Regions from separate parts of the Danio rerio genome. Here region 1 is linked to region 2. Evidence: chromatin contacts called from public Hi-C data. All regions are on one chromosome and are shown on one strand. The core of a region is the stretch at or near the end of the contact, and the rest is flanking DNA. Distances in the headings are between cores, read along the strand shown. Region 1 holds the start of ptprma (protein tyrosine phosphatase receptor type Ma). Region 2 overlaps ptprma (protein tyrosine phosphatase receptor type Ma).

Region 1 (7,225 bases), core at 2,009-4,508, 110 kb before region 2:
CCTATAGCGCATGTGTTTGGACTGTGGAGGAAACTGGAGCACCCGGAGGAAACCCACACCAACATGGGGATAACATGCAAACTCCACACACAGAAACATCATCTGACCCAGCCAAGACTCGAAGCAGAGACCTTCTTGCTGTGAGACCACAGAGCAACACCACTGAGCCACCACGCCACGTATATATATATATATGTGTGTGTGTGTGTGTTTGTGTGTGTGTTTTACTAAAAAACGTGTTTTAATTTCCTGAAGTTATATAAAGGTCATAAAACACACACACTCCACACATATATACACACACACACGCACACACACACACACACGCGCACACACACACACACACACACACACACACACACACACACACGCACACACACACACACACACACACACGCACACACACACACACACACACGCACACGCACACGCACACGCACACACACACACACACACACACACACACACTCACACACACACACACACACACACACACACACACACGCACACACACACACACACACACACACACATTTATACAGATGTATTCTGATCTGTTAAGCAGAAGCCGGTGGTTCTACAGAAATGGTTTCAGTCAAGTGTGTCCAAACGCAAACACTGAAGACAAACAAAGACTATATTTGCTCATCATTCTTTCCTCATCAACATGTTTCTGCTGCTCTCACATACACTAGAGGACGTTTCTGAACACCGACGGCTGACTAAAGGTCACTCAGGGGTCATGATCATGCTGTGAGAGTGACTCTGGACCGGATGTGAAGAGTGTTCTCAAAGCAGAGCAGATGTGATACACGAGAAAATACTTTGGGAATACTGTCCTCTTTAATGTATAATTGATCACACACACACACACACACACACACAGCTGTGAGTACACACAGAGTTCTCCAGGGGTCACATCGCATCGATCGTGTTCAACTCAATTGTCCGATCGGATAAATGGTCTTCAACACTTTAACTATAGTCTAACCTATGGGGGATTCTGCCCTCCAACAACTGTCTTTACTGTGTAACAGATATTATAGTGAACACAATGATTTACAGTCAGGACAATCAAGAATGATGTTCATATATCACTGCACATACAGTGCTCAGAACATTAGAGTAACCTACACCCCTTACAAATTACTCATTTAAATTAATATTTTCAAAATAGGATGCTTTAAGATATATACTCCCCGGCCACTTTATTAGGTACACCTTACTAGTACAGGGTTGGACCCCTCTTTGCCTTCAGAACTGCCTTAATTCTTCATGTCACAGATTCAACAAACTACTGGAAATATTCCTCAGAGATTTTGCTCCATATTGTCATGATAGCATCACACAGTTGCTGCAGATTTGTCGGCTGCACATCCATGATGCCAATCTCCCGTTCCACCACATCCCAAAGCTGCTCTATTGGATTGAGCTCTGGTGACTGTGGAGGCCATTTGAGTACAGTGAACTCATCGTCATGTTCACCAGTCTGAGATGGTTGAGCTTTATGACATGCTGCGTTATCCTGCTGGAAGTAGCCATCAGAAGATGGAGACACTGTGCTCATAAAGGGATGGACATGGTCAGCAGCAATACTCAGGTAGGCTGTGGCGTTGATGCTCAATTGGTACTAATGGACCCAAAGAAAATCTCCCCCACACCATTACACCACCACCACCAGCCTGAACCGCTGATACAAGGCATTCTCTGTAAACCCTAGAGATGGTTGTGCTTGAAAATCCCAGTAGATCAGCAGTTTCTGAAATACTCAGAGCAGCCCATCTGGCAGCAACAAACATGACACGTTCAAAGTCTCTTAAATCCCCTTTCTTCCCCATTCTGATGCTCGCTCTGAACTGCAGCAGGTCATCTTGACCATGTCTACATGCCTAAATGCATTGAGCTGCTGCCCTGTGATTGGCTGATTAGACATTTGTGTTAATGAGCAGCTGGACAGGTGTACCTAATAAAGTGGCCGGTGAGTGTATATTTGTGCATACACATTAGTTTAGTCAGTACTGAATATGGAGCTAATCTAGCAAAATAGCTTACAATAAGGGTCCAAAATTAGTCCACAAATTTATATGAACAATAATAAATAAGTATCTTTTAATGAAGAGCTTTCCCAGAGATGGGTTGCAGCTGGAAGAGCATCCGCTGTGTAAAACATATGCTGGATAAGTTCATTCCGCTGTGGCGACCCTAGATAAATAATGGGACTAAGCCGAAAAGAAAATGAATGAATGAATGAAAATGTAGAGCAAGAATCAAGAGAAACAAAATAAATCAGTTAGTAGAAATTTGTTATTAAACCTATTTTGTTGTAAAATGTTGAAAAACTGTTGAAGACCCTTGGGAAATAATAAAAATATTTATTTTCAGAGTAAGATAATATTTGGTCTTCAACCCTTCAGCACTCTCTTGCGGACCCCGGTTTGAAAAGCCCTGCTGTAAAGTTAAATCAGTGACTCACACACACACACACACGCACACAGAGATTGTGTCCAGCAGTGGTCTTATTTTTGGGCATTATCCGTCTGTAATTCCCGGTCTATATAGTCTATCACCCGCTCCTCAATCATCCATCCGGTCCTCTGCTCGGTTACCGCGCAGCAGCTCCGAGAATCACCCGCTGTGGAGCTTAAAAACCGGTCAAACGCGACTCTCCGACCGCGCGAAGAACCAGAGAACCGGCGCGCGCGTCTGAACTCCACGGGAAACAGAGAGAACTGAGCGGAGCAGCTGGAGAGAGGGAGAGGGAGTGGGAGAGAGAGGATGAGTGAGAGGACTGTCAGGAATATTATTTTATATTTTTTAGCCGATTGAAATATACAAACCTTTTGTTGTCTGTCATTATCTTTTTAATAGTCATACAATAGTCTTTTTATGCATATTATGATTTCATCATATTTATAAATATATAAATAAATAAATAAGTATCCCTACTGTTTTATTTATTGTGTATATAATGCGCATTATACTTGACATGTCATGCCAATAAAGATCATTTGAATTGGATTGAAAGAGAGAGAGAGCGAGTGCGTGTGTGAGTGTGCGTGCGTGCGTGCGCGCGCTCCGGTGACGTCACGCTCCTCGGCGGCGGTCCTAAAGTCGGTAACGGCGGACAGACTCAGTTTAACTCGTGTAAAGCCGCGGACGGGGGTGATCGGCTCCGGCGCTCGCTGCTCACACCAACGGGAATATTTGGCGTTTGGCGCGGAGCTCGAGAGGAGCGCGCGGCCGTTATCCGCACTCCGCGATGGATCGGAGACTTTTAACGGCTTTTCTCCTCTTCGCCGATGTTTTCTGGATCTCCACCGGAGAATTCCACGGTAAGAGACATTCGGGGTTTTCTGAGGAGAAACTTCCTGTCGGCCAGAGCTTCTCCTCAGCCTCTTTAACAGCTGAAATTAACTTTACAAAGTTTCCGTAGATCAGTTTGACTGTGTTTGGTGTCGGATGGAGTGTGTGTGTGTGTATGTGTGTGTGATTCTCCGACGCCACAGCCCAAACTTTCCTTCACCGTGAGTTTCATCTTCTCTCTGCTGGAGAAAACGGGCTCGCATTCCAATTCACACAATCATACAGTGTTTAATAAATAACCCGTGTGTGTGTGTGTGTGTGTGTGTGTGAGTGAGTGTGTGTGTGGTGAACTTTTGGTTTTCCAGTTGTTTCTAAACACTCTAAAACGCGCAGTTCTAACGTTTTTAAAGGTTTAACGTTACATTTTAACGGCTTTTTTCAAATAAATTTAAATTCACTTTAAACCCAACGGTTGATTCTGTCCGTTTTGACGCATCTTTGGGTTACTATAGTCCAGATTATTTTAGGAGCGTAACACAAAGTCCTGTTTTGATGTCGACATGGTTTTGAAGTGGGTTTTGGATCCGTTCATTATGGTATTCGCGCCATATATAAAGGCTGATGTATGACAGTAACCCTTAGTTTAAAAACAGGCTGGGTTGTTTTAACATAACGTTGGGTCAAATATGTACAAAACTAACATTGGGTTAATTTTTAAATGCATTTTAAATTTAAATTACACTTTTATAAGCCAACAGTTAGTTTAGTCCACATTTGAACAAACATTTGATTAAATAACCGAGCATTTTTAGTGTGCATTATATCTTTCAGCTTTCTAGACATTCTGTTTCATTATCAGAGCCGTTATTTGAGTCTGTTTTCCGTCATTCAGCGCTGTTTAAGATAACACTGACTCCCCTTTGTGCTATTTATATCCTCACTTGTGCTATAATCTTATTTTTAATGCAAAACAGTCAAACGGAGCCGACATGTCTGCTCTACAACCGCCTTTTGTTGACCTGCAGATGTTTCATTGTGTGTCTCTATAAAGTTTTAGTGTTGATGTTGAATCTGAATGCACTTTTTCCCAGCCGTGAGCACATCTGTGTGCTTTAATTAAAGCGTTTGATTTGCTCTCGCACTAATTGCTTCAGTTCGGATCTCAGCTGTGCATTTCTCCCTGCACTTTAATTTGCTTTTATGAATGGTTTTAGTGTTGAGACATGTCTTGAAAAGGCTGTCATAAACTAAATCACGTGCTTGTGATTTGCGCACTTTACTATTGTAGATGTAAATAAACGAGGCTGCTGGCTGAATTGTGTATTTAAATAAATTTTTTAGTAAATGGTGTATTTTAATGCATGTTGAGTTTCTGTGTTGCGGCTTTGATCTCCGTGAGTTGGATGATTTCTGCAGATGTTTCTTATGTGTGTTTTGTGTCCTGATGGGGGCAGCAGTGCTCACACATGATGAGGGATTAGTTCCAGATCCCCGCTATCATACAAATCCCACAGAAATCCTATATATCAGATGCCCGTGTGACACATAATAAGTAGTTTTACTGGCTTCAGCTTAAATATCTGGGGATTTTATTTATGGAAGTCTCATTTATGGAAATAGAGATGTGCAATTGGCTGAACACATGAATAAAATACTATAGTAATATATTTTTTGTAGTAAATACTAAATATATTATTGTATTTTTTAAGAGCTCCAGCATAATGTAGTAGTATTATTGTGAACTGAAAAACTGTAATAAATACTGTGGTATACTATATATATATATATATATATATATATATATATATATATATATATATATATATATATATATATATATATATATATATAATGTGAAATATTGTAGTATATATACTCTATAGTTGTAGAAAATGACAGTATTTTGGTGATTTGTTTGTATTATTAGTCATGACAACATATGTTTAATCATATTTTAAGTCAGTGTAATGCAACAAGTTAAAATGACTCAAAAGGTTATTTTGATTCAAATTAAAAATTGAAGGCAACGATGTATTTTTTTATTAGGCCTGCGCAATATTTAAAAATATAAAATTGCAATATTTTGTATTTCTGCAATATACATTGCAATATGAAACAGCTTTATTTGGAGCTTTATTTTAAACAGCTTTATTCATTTTAGGTTGATTTGGGGTGATTTTGCAGAAGAGTGAGGCTCAAATAATATGAGATTAGATAAAGGGAATTCTAAATTTCTAGAATCTAACAGTGTTCAGGTACAGATATTGAATAATCAACTGTGCACAGTCTTCAGTGTTTGTTATTTTTATTAAACTTACAAACATTATAATTTCTTCTGGCCGGATGTTTTAAACCAGGGGTCACCAATCTGGTTCCTGGAGGTCCGGTGTCCCTGCAGGATTTAGCTCCAACTTGCCTCAACAAACCTGCCTGGGTGTTTTAAGTATACCTAGTAAGAGCTTGATTAGCTTGTTCAGGTGTTTTTGATTAGGGTTGGAGCTAAAATCTGCATATCACCGGCCCTCCAGGAACAAGTTTGGTGACTGCTTTAAACTCTAAAATGTTCACACAGTCACAGGCCTTAAAGGGATAGTTCACTCCAAAATGAAAATGTACTCACCCTTCACTTGTTTCAAATGTTTGAGTTATTAAAATATCATCTTTTTGTGTTTAACATAAACATTACAAAGTGAATTATGATTTGAGTCATTTTTGGGTGAACTATCTCTTTAAAAACGCATGCAGATGATGCGCCGCTGATTATAATCAACTATAATGACTTATCCTGGGATGTGACTATTGCGGATGCAAACATTCCGATATCAGTGCTGAAATGATATATTGTGCAGCCCTACTGTGTATTGTTTTATTGCCATAGCAACTATAGAATTGGTACAAAAAATCATAAAAATCTATTACTATTATTGTCGTATTTCCATAGCAACTATAAAATTAGCACAAAATAAATTATTTTAGTTGTTTTTATTACCATAGCAACTATAGAATTACTACAAAATAAATGATTTTACTAGTACAAAAGGTAAATAATTAGTTTTATTGCTATAGCAAATTTAAAATTATCAACTTAAATTTTTAATTACTATAGCAACTAGAATTAGCACATATTAATTACTTTAGTTGTTTTATTACCATAGCAACTATAGAATTAGTACAAAATATTAGTCATTTTAATTGTTTTGTTACCATAGCAACTGTAGAATTAGCACAAAAGATAAATTACTGTTATTATCATTTTCCATAGCAACTATACAATTATTACAAAATGTTAATAACTTAATTGTTTTATTGCCAAAACAACTAATTAGCAAAAAAGTAATTATTTTAGTTTTTTACCATAGCAACTATAAAATTAGTGCAAAAGATAATTTTTTTGTTGTTTTATTGCCATAGCAACTCTAGAATTAGTACAAAATATAAATTGTTTTAGTAGTTTTATATTGCCATAGCAACTGTAGAATTAGCACAAATAAAGTATTTTAGTTGTCTTGTTACCGTAGCAACTAATGAATTAGCACAAAAGATCAATTGTTTTAGTTGTTTTATTACTATAGTGACTATAATATTAGTACAAAATATTGATTACTTTAATTGTTTTATTATTATAGCAGTTATAGAATTTGTACAAAATATGAAATACTGTATTTGTTGTATTACCATTGCATGCCAATTAGTATATTGGCTTAATTGAAGTACTTGACTATAGTATGGGTTAAAAACACTACAGCTTTACTATAGTATTTTTCCATGAGTGCATTCATTGATAAAAATCCACCAGAAGAGAAAAACAAAAGCAAACATTGGTTCAGAGTGCAGAACAAATTCAGTGTAATGTAATAAAGGCAGTCATATGAGTGTTTTGTACAGAGCTGCTGTTCTGTTCTGCACAGGAAAAAAAGAAGCT
Region 2 (7,291 bases), core at 2,809-5,308:
CTATTTGCCACGGGGGCATAATTGTGCATTTTATTGTCAGTAATGTAACGACGTTGTAATGGGGAAACAGTTACTCTGTTGATTACAGGTTACTTAATAAAGTATTGGCGTTAGTTTCGCCATTTATTTATAGCAGCTTTATTGTATATTACAGAACTAAAATTGCATTTAATGGTGCAGTATGTAAGTTTGATACCCAGTGGTTGAATTAGGTATTGCATCCCTGGATCAAAACACATGCAAGCACAGGTTGCCAGATTGACGACCAACAGGAGTGAGCCTGACTATCGAGGCTGATAAAGGCTGATTTAAACTGTTGTAAATAAAAGCAGCGGCACGACAGAAGGAATATTTTCCATATTTTAAGGAGTTTTTTGTCCTAAGAAACACCTGAAATAAATTTTTCAGAAACGGCTTCAATTTCTCACAGCGGAACAACAGGAAACTGACAATGATCAGCTCAGCTACAGCTCATGTGCTTCACTCAGTGATAATGTGAGTCGGACATGACGTTTATTGACACACTACTGAAAGCAGCAGCAGATAGTTCAGCTCAGATCTGGACAATAAAATAAACAGCCCAATTGCTCATCACTGCACATCTCGTCACGTAGCGTGTTGTTAGGACACGGGGTTACAGTGTGACCTGCTCACCTAATGTTTACACTCGTAATATTAATATTATTTGCTAATTAATAACCTCATGTGGAACTCTGAATCTGCGTCTCATTTCAGAGTCTGCTACTGTCCACTGGAAGTCGCATTTCGGTTATGGATGCACACTCTCACAGCCTTCCTGGCTGAATGGATGAAATACACTGTTTTTCAATATCTGGCAACCCGGGGTGCTGAAATATAATTGGCTGAACTGGCATTGGGCGGGTTAAAGAGACCAAAACAAAAACAGCCGCTTCGGCACGTAACACACACGTCCACAGCAGAATATCTGACTTCAGCATTGTTTCTCAGATAAACAAGCATGTTCACTAAGCATGTTTCGAAATATCTGCAAACACATGATGCAGCTTTAATCATGCAGATGAGTCAAACACTGACATACAGCAGCTTTAAAGAAACGTACACACTACATTCTGCAGTCAACCTGCCTGGACGAGCTGTGTGTATAATTACAACACACACACACACACACACACACATACACACACACACACACACACACACACACACACACAGCTGATGCTCGGGCGTGTTGGGTCTCGTCTCGTGTGTTGTGTGTGTGTGTGTGTGTGTGTCTCCTGGAAATTTGAGGTTTGGGTGTCAGTCTGGCCCCGGGACAGAAATCCCATCATTCATTCATTCACTCATTCATTGATTGATTCTCACACACTGATGTTATTGTGTGTGTGTGTGTGTGTGTGTGTGTGTGTGTGTGTGTGTGTGTGTGTGTAAAACTCCGAGCCTGGAGGCTGCAGGAGGAGAAACCTGGAGATTGAATGTTTATTAAAGGGTTCGTTCAGCCAAGAAAAACATTCTGTCATCATCGGCTCGCTCGCCCGAGAGTGTGTGTGTGTGTGTATGTCATTTCAGACCCCCGTGACTTTCATTCAGGCGTGAAACACAAAAGAAGAAATTCTGGAGAAATCTGAGGGCCAGGAGCGGTGAAACACACCGAGACATAAAAATACTATAGAGAGTCTGTGTGTGTGTGTGTGTGTGTGTGTGTGTATAGTCAGTTTATGTGTGTGTGCACATGTGTATAGTGAGTTTTTGTGTGGGCATGTGTATAGCCAGTTTGTGTGTGTGTGTGTGTGTGCATGTGTATAGTCAGTTTGTGTGTGTGTGTGTGTGTGTGTGCATGTGTATAGTCAGTTTGTGTGTGTGTGTGTGTGTGTGCATGTGTATAGTGAGTTTGTGTGTATAGTCAGTGTGTGTGTGTGTGTGTGTGTGTGTGTGTGTGTGCATGTGCAAAGTGTGTGCATACGTGCACATGTAATACAGCTGGTATTGTCTGTGTTTTTGTGTGTGTCTTCAAAGGAGCATTAGACTGACTACACACACACACACACACACAAACACACAGTTGACTCTCTTCTGTTCAAAGTTTCTCAGAGTGTGTACCGCAGTCCGGCACTAATGAAAGAGCAGCTGCTCGTAAACCAGACGCCAATACACACACACACACACACACACACACACACACACACACACACACACACTAAAAGAGACACAGACTTACTGTACCCTAAAACACTGATATCTGCACACATACAAACACACCAACATACACAAATTTCTGCACACACATGCACGCACACGTGCGCTCACACACAAACAAACACACACACACACACACATGCAAGCTCACTAAACACACAAAACTTACTACACTCAAACACAAAACACTCACTATATACAAACTCACTATACACACACACAGACAGACAGAGACACACACACAGATGCGCAAGGACATGTACAATATTGTGTGTGTGTGTGTGTGTGTGTGTGTGTGTTTGTGTCTCTCTCTCAGCAGCAGATTGAGTGTTGTTATAATGCTGACAGTGTCTGGCAGATGCTCATGTCTAAAACACACACACACACACACACACACACACTCACAATGCATGCATGAACACACACACATACAGACACAAAACTTACTATACATAAACTCTCTACAAATCACACACACACACACATGCATGCACGCACACACATACACACCCTATACTCAGTGTGTTTGTGTGTGTCAGCATCAGATTGAGAGCTGGTGTATTGCTGACAGTGTCTGGCAGATGCTCGTGTCTGAATCAGATCAGATCAGCCGCAGATTAAACCTGCTGCAAACACTTTACACCAAACACACCACTAAATCCTATTTAAAAGAGTGTGTGTGTGTGTGTGTGTGTGTGTGTGTGTGTGTGTGTGTGTGTGTGTGTGTGTGTGTGTGTGTGTGCAGTTTTCGGTTCTTGTTGTTGTTAAGTGTCTGTCATTATAGTTTTTCCCTATACTAGTTGGCGGTTCATTCCGCTGTGGTGACCCCGGATTAATAAAGGGAAGAAAAAGCAGACAAGAAAATGAATGAATGAATGAAAAGTGCCTAAATTTTTATAATATGAATAATAATGTATAATACACTCCCTGACAGAAGTCTTGTGGTGGATCTCACATAATAACTGGTCTTCTAGTTGATGATGTGTGAAAGTGTCTGAAGGTGGATTTCTCTGCTGGATCATCTGCTGATCTGCATCCCAATCATCACCAATACTGCAGAAGACCTACTGGAACCAGCATGGACACAAGATTCTCACAGAAATCAGTCAAGTTTGGTGAAGGAGACATCATGGTTTGGGGTCATTCAGTATGGGGGCGTGCGAGAGATCTGCTGAAGGCTTTCTTCTTCATCCAGATGACTTTATTAATCAGTGATGTGAGTCATGTCAGAGATGTATGGATGCAGTCCTCCAAGCTCATGATGGAGTCAGACACAATCTTCATTCTGTCTCCACTGCAGCAGGACTTTATATTCTATACTGGACATTATTTCTGTTCAGTGATGACACTTTAGTCTGAGCAGAGTCAGACCGCACTGTCCTCATCAAATCAGTCAACATCAAGACATGATCAGATTTATTGAGCTCAAATCAGCAAAATCTAGAGGCCTTCACCTTTCATAGAGACACTTCTGACACCAAATCACCAACTAGAACAGCAGTTATTATGTGTTCCTAAAACTCAGTTAGTCTTGTGTGGGGTTGTGTATAAGGTGATGTATATGATGATGTGCTCAGCTCTACTCCTGATCTGCATCTTCTATAAGCAGTAAATGTGTGTTAATGATCACTAAACATGCTAAAGTCTACATTCAGCGTCCGTCTGCTGGTGTTTCATTAGCATGTTTATAAAAGCACTTCCTGTCCTGTGCTGTTGTTCATCACAGCAGATCATGTTCACAGCTTCAGTGTGTTTGACTAGAGCTTCACCGGCTTCGGGTTCAGGGTTTGTCGTCTAACAGGAAGTGATGTGTTTGTCCAGAGACCTTGGTCTGTCTGCGCTCGGGTCAGCCAACAATGAGCAGTCAGATTTCCACTTCCTGTTCTTTCTGGGGTCACTTCCTGTGGATGCTGACACACTCATATGTGTGATGGGAATAAGGCAGTGATGAGGGCTGAGGCATGAGGGAGTTTTAGAGACGGCATGTTTTGTTGATGAGATCTGAGACTGTAACCCATAATAGATGATGATGATGATGATGATGATGATGCAGTGAATAAAAGGAGTACATTGGATTTGCTCATTTCTTTAAAGTAAAAAGCTGCAAACGATTGCTATAGGCTGGATTTGAGCAAACAAACGGAGATATGCATTACTAAATTTCATTTGTTTCTTTAAATTCAGCCCATATTAATAGTTTGTAGGCACCGACCTTAAATAAATGTGTAAATCCAATGAATCAATCAGTCTAATAGAATTATACGTTTTATGTTTGATCCTTTAACTAAATAGTATTTTTAAAATTAAAAAATAATGTAAAACTGTATATAAACAACATCTTAATTTAATTTCATTGCTTTATATTTAAAAAAAATGTTTATATGTACATTTTTCACATTTCAGTTATTATTTCTATCGAATATTTTATATAGACAAATAAAGTTTATAATATATATATATATATATGTACGTATGAATGAATGTATGTATGTGTACGTATGAATGAATATATGTGTGTACGTATGAATGAATGTATGTATGTGTGTATACATATATATATATGTATGTGTATATGTATGTATATATATATATATATATATATATATATATATATATATATATATATATATATATATATATAATGAATGAATAAGACTGAATAATGTATTGTTTGAGCATCAATATCACAATCTGCAATAGTCACGTTGAGAGTTAATCTCCTATTAAAACAATGTTATTGTAAAGGATGATAATTAAACCCCTCATTACCCAAAATAACTGTAAGCAAAAGAAAGCCGATAAAAAGCGTTTCGTTCATTAATAATCTGTTCGAAGAATGGTAAAAGCGAAAGCAACCGCTGCCCCTTACAAAAAATCTCGAGCTCTTGAAAGTAGCAGCACTGCGTGCATGAGCATCGCTTTTTTTCACAGTCAGTGAGTGAAGGTGTGTCTCACCGTGCGCCCAATCATCCTCTCATTCGCTATTCACCTGCTTTCTTTTGCTCTCATGAAGACTTCTCAATCGTGCTGCTTCTCGATTCTAAAATCACAGTTGCGCCCATACTGACATACAGTCTTAAACTAAAATTCTAATCTTTAGAGACAAAGCAGCTCTGCCAAATGAAAAAATAGTGGCTAGTGGGGTCTGTCTAACCAGCCGCAGGTGAAATCTACCTGCATTTGGCGGGTGGTTCTTGTCAAGTCCTTGTTGTTAGACTGTTGCACTTGTGTTGTCACTAAGCTTGTTTATATAGTTCCTATTGGTGTGTGTGTGTGTGTGTGTGTGTGTGTGTGTGTGTGTGTGTGTGTGTGTGTGCAGTGTTTTTGTTTGTTTGTTTATAACCACCTACAATGATAGTGTGGGTCTCAAGTCACTGCAGTTGTTATTTTGGGGGTCGCGAGCTGAAACTTTGTGAACCCCTGAGTTAGATAACAGTTCATGAATGATAATGATGCCCAACAGTGACAGACAAAATGATTAATAATGATGCCATAGTGACACTACTATAAAAGAAATGTGACTTCAGCTGTATGTCCACACATGAGGAGTCACAGATGAGCTGCAGGACTGAAGCTGATGGTTTGTTTTCTCTCTGTGTGTGTGTGTGTGTGTGTAGGGTCAGCGTTCCTGATGGCCAACACCTCAGGCCGTTTCTCGGGTCAGAAAGCTCAGCTGTTTCTGCCTCAGTTTAAGGAGAACGACACACACTGCGTGATCTTCCAGCTGCTGAGCGCGGGCCGCGAGGGCTCCAGCCCGGGACAGATGCTCATATACGTGAAGGAGAACAGCAGTCCGCTGGGCCAGCCCGTCTGGAACTACAGCGGACCCGCAATGCACACCTGGCAGCAGGTGGAGCTCGCCGTCAGCACCTTCTGGCCAAACTTCTACCAGGTGAACCGGCTCACACTGAGACATTTATACCCCTGCTGTACTGTTCACACTGACTCCCCTTTGCTGGAGTTGGGACTGTTTTTGCCCCATTGACCCCCATTATCATCACATTTATTGATTCTAAAGCCATGACTGCAGATCATCATGCATTCATTGTAGTTGATTGTTGCTGATTATTGTTTATTATTTTGTTGGTGGTTTTCCCTGTTGGGATTAAGAGGTAATGTTTGTCACCTTTACTGTTGATCATCAGTCTCCATATTTTTATTGATTTCATAAGTCATAAACGCTTCATTTCATATTAAATGCTAAATACTGAATCTGATATGTGCTGTAATTGATTCATTGAATGATTCAGTGATTCACTGAATCATTTAAAGAATCAACTCATTCAAAAGCATCAAATCAATTTATGAACAATAAGTGGGTGTTTTTATGAGGGAGGCGCTGAATCATTCATTTAATGAATTCATTCAAAAGATTCAAATCAAATTGTGAACAAAAGTGCTTTTATGAGTGAGTCACTGAATCATTTATTGAATCATTTTATTCAAAAGCATCAAATCAGTTTGTAAACATAAGTGGGTGCTTTTATGAGGGAGTCACTGAATCATTTGTTGAATCAATTAATTTAAAAGAATCAAATCAGTCCATGAACAGAAGTGGGTGCATTTATGAGGGAGTCACTGAATCATCTGTTGAATGAATTCTTTCAAAAAAATCAAATCAATATATGAACAGGAGTGGGTTCTGTTATAAGAGAGTCACTGAATCATTCATTGAATCAATTCATGCAATAGAATCAAATAAATTCATAAACAGAAGTGGGTGTTTCTATGAGGGAGTCGCTAAATCATTTGTTGAATCAATTAATTCAATAGAATCATATCAGTCTATAAACAGAAGTGGGTGCTTTTATCAGGGAGTCTCTGAATCATTTGTTGAATCAATTCATTCAAAAGAATCAAATCAATTCATGAACCGAAGTGGTTCCTTTTATTAGAGATTCACTGAATCATTCATTGAATCAATTCATTCAAAAGAATCAAATCAGTCCATGAAAAGAAGTGGGTTATTTCATGAGGGAGTCTCTGAATCATTCATTGAATCAACTCATTCAAGAGAATCAAATCAATTCAAGAATAGAAGTGGTTGCTTTTATGAGAGATACACTGAATCCTTCATTAAATCAATTAATTCAAAAGAATCAAATCAGGAGTTGGT

What was found. Hi-C and Micro-C count contacts between places; a contact is called where the count stands out from the background.
Region 1: a Hi-C map of an unstated tissue shows a contact between it and region 2, with 2.9 times the contacts expected there. The contact joins the promoter of ptprma here to the enhancer-like site in region 2. A contact is called at or near these places in 2 of 18 Hi-C or Micro-C datasets (caudal fin and an unstated tissue).

Annotation. Positions count from the first base shown.
Region 1 is chr24:45,531,297-45,538,521 of GRCz12tu, reverse strand. ptprma (protein tyrosine phosphatase receptor type Ma) reads left to right here and starts at 3,258. Exons shown (of 20, transcript NM_001018133.2): 1 at 3,258-3,332. The coding sequence starts at 3,260.
Region 2 is chr24:45,426,153-45,433,443 of GRCz12tu, reverse strand. It overlaps ptprma (protein tyrosine phosphatase receptor type Ma), which reads left to right. Exons shown (of 20, transcript NM_001018133.2): 3 at 5,793-6,067. Among named protein-coding and RNA genes, the nearest start is that of ptprma, 110 kb to the left of the region's middle. Within about 2 kb of position 4,058, at least 12 of the 62 cell types and tissues checked have an H3K27ac peak or open chromatin away from gene starts, as enhancers often do.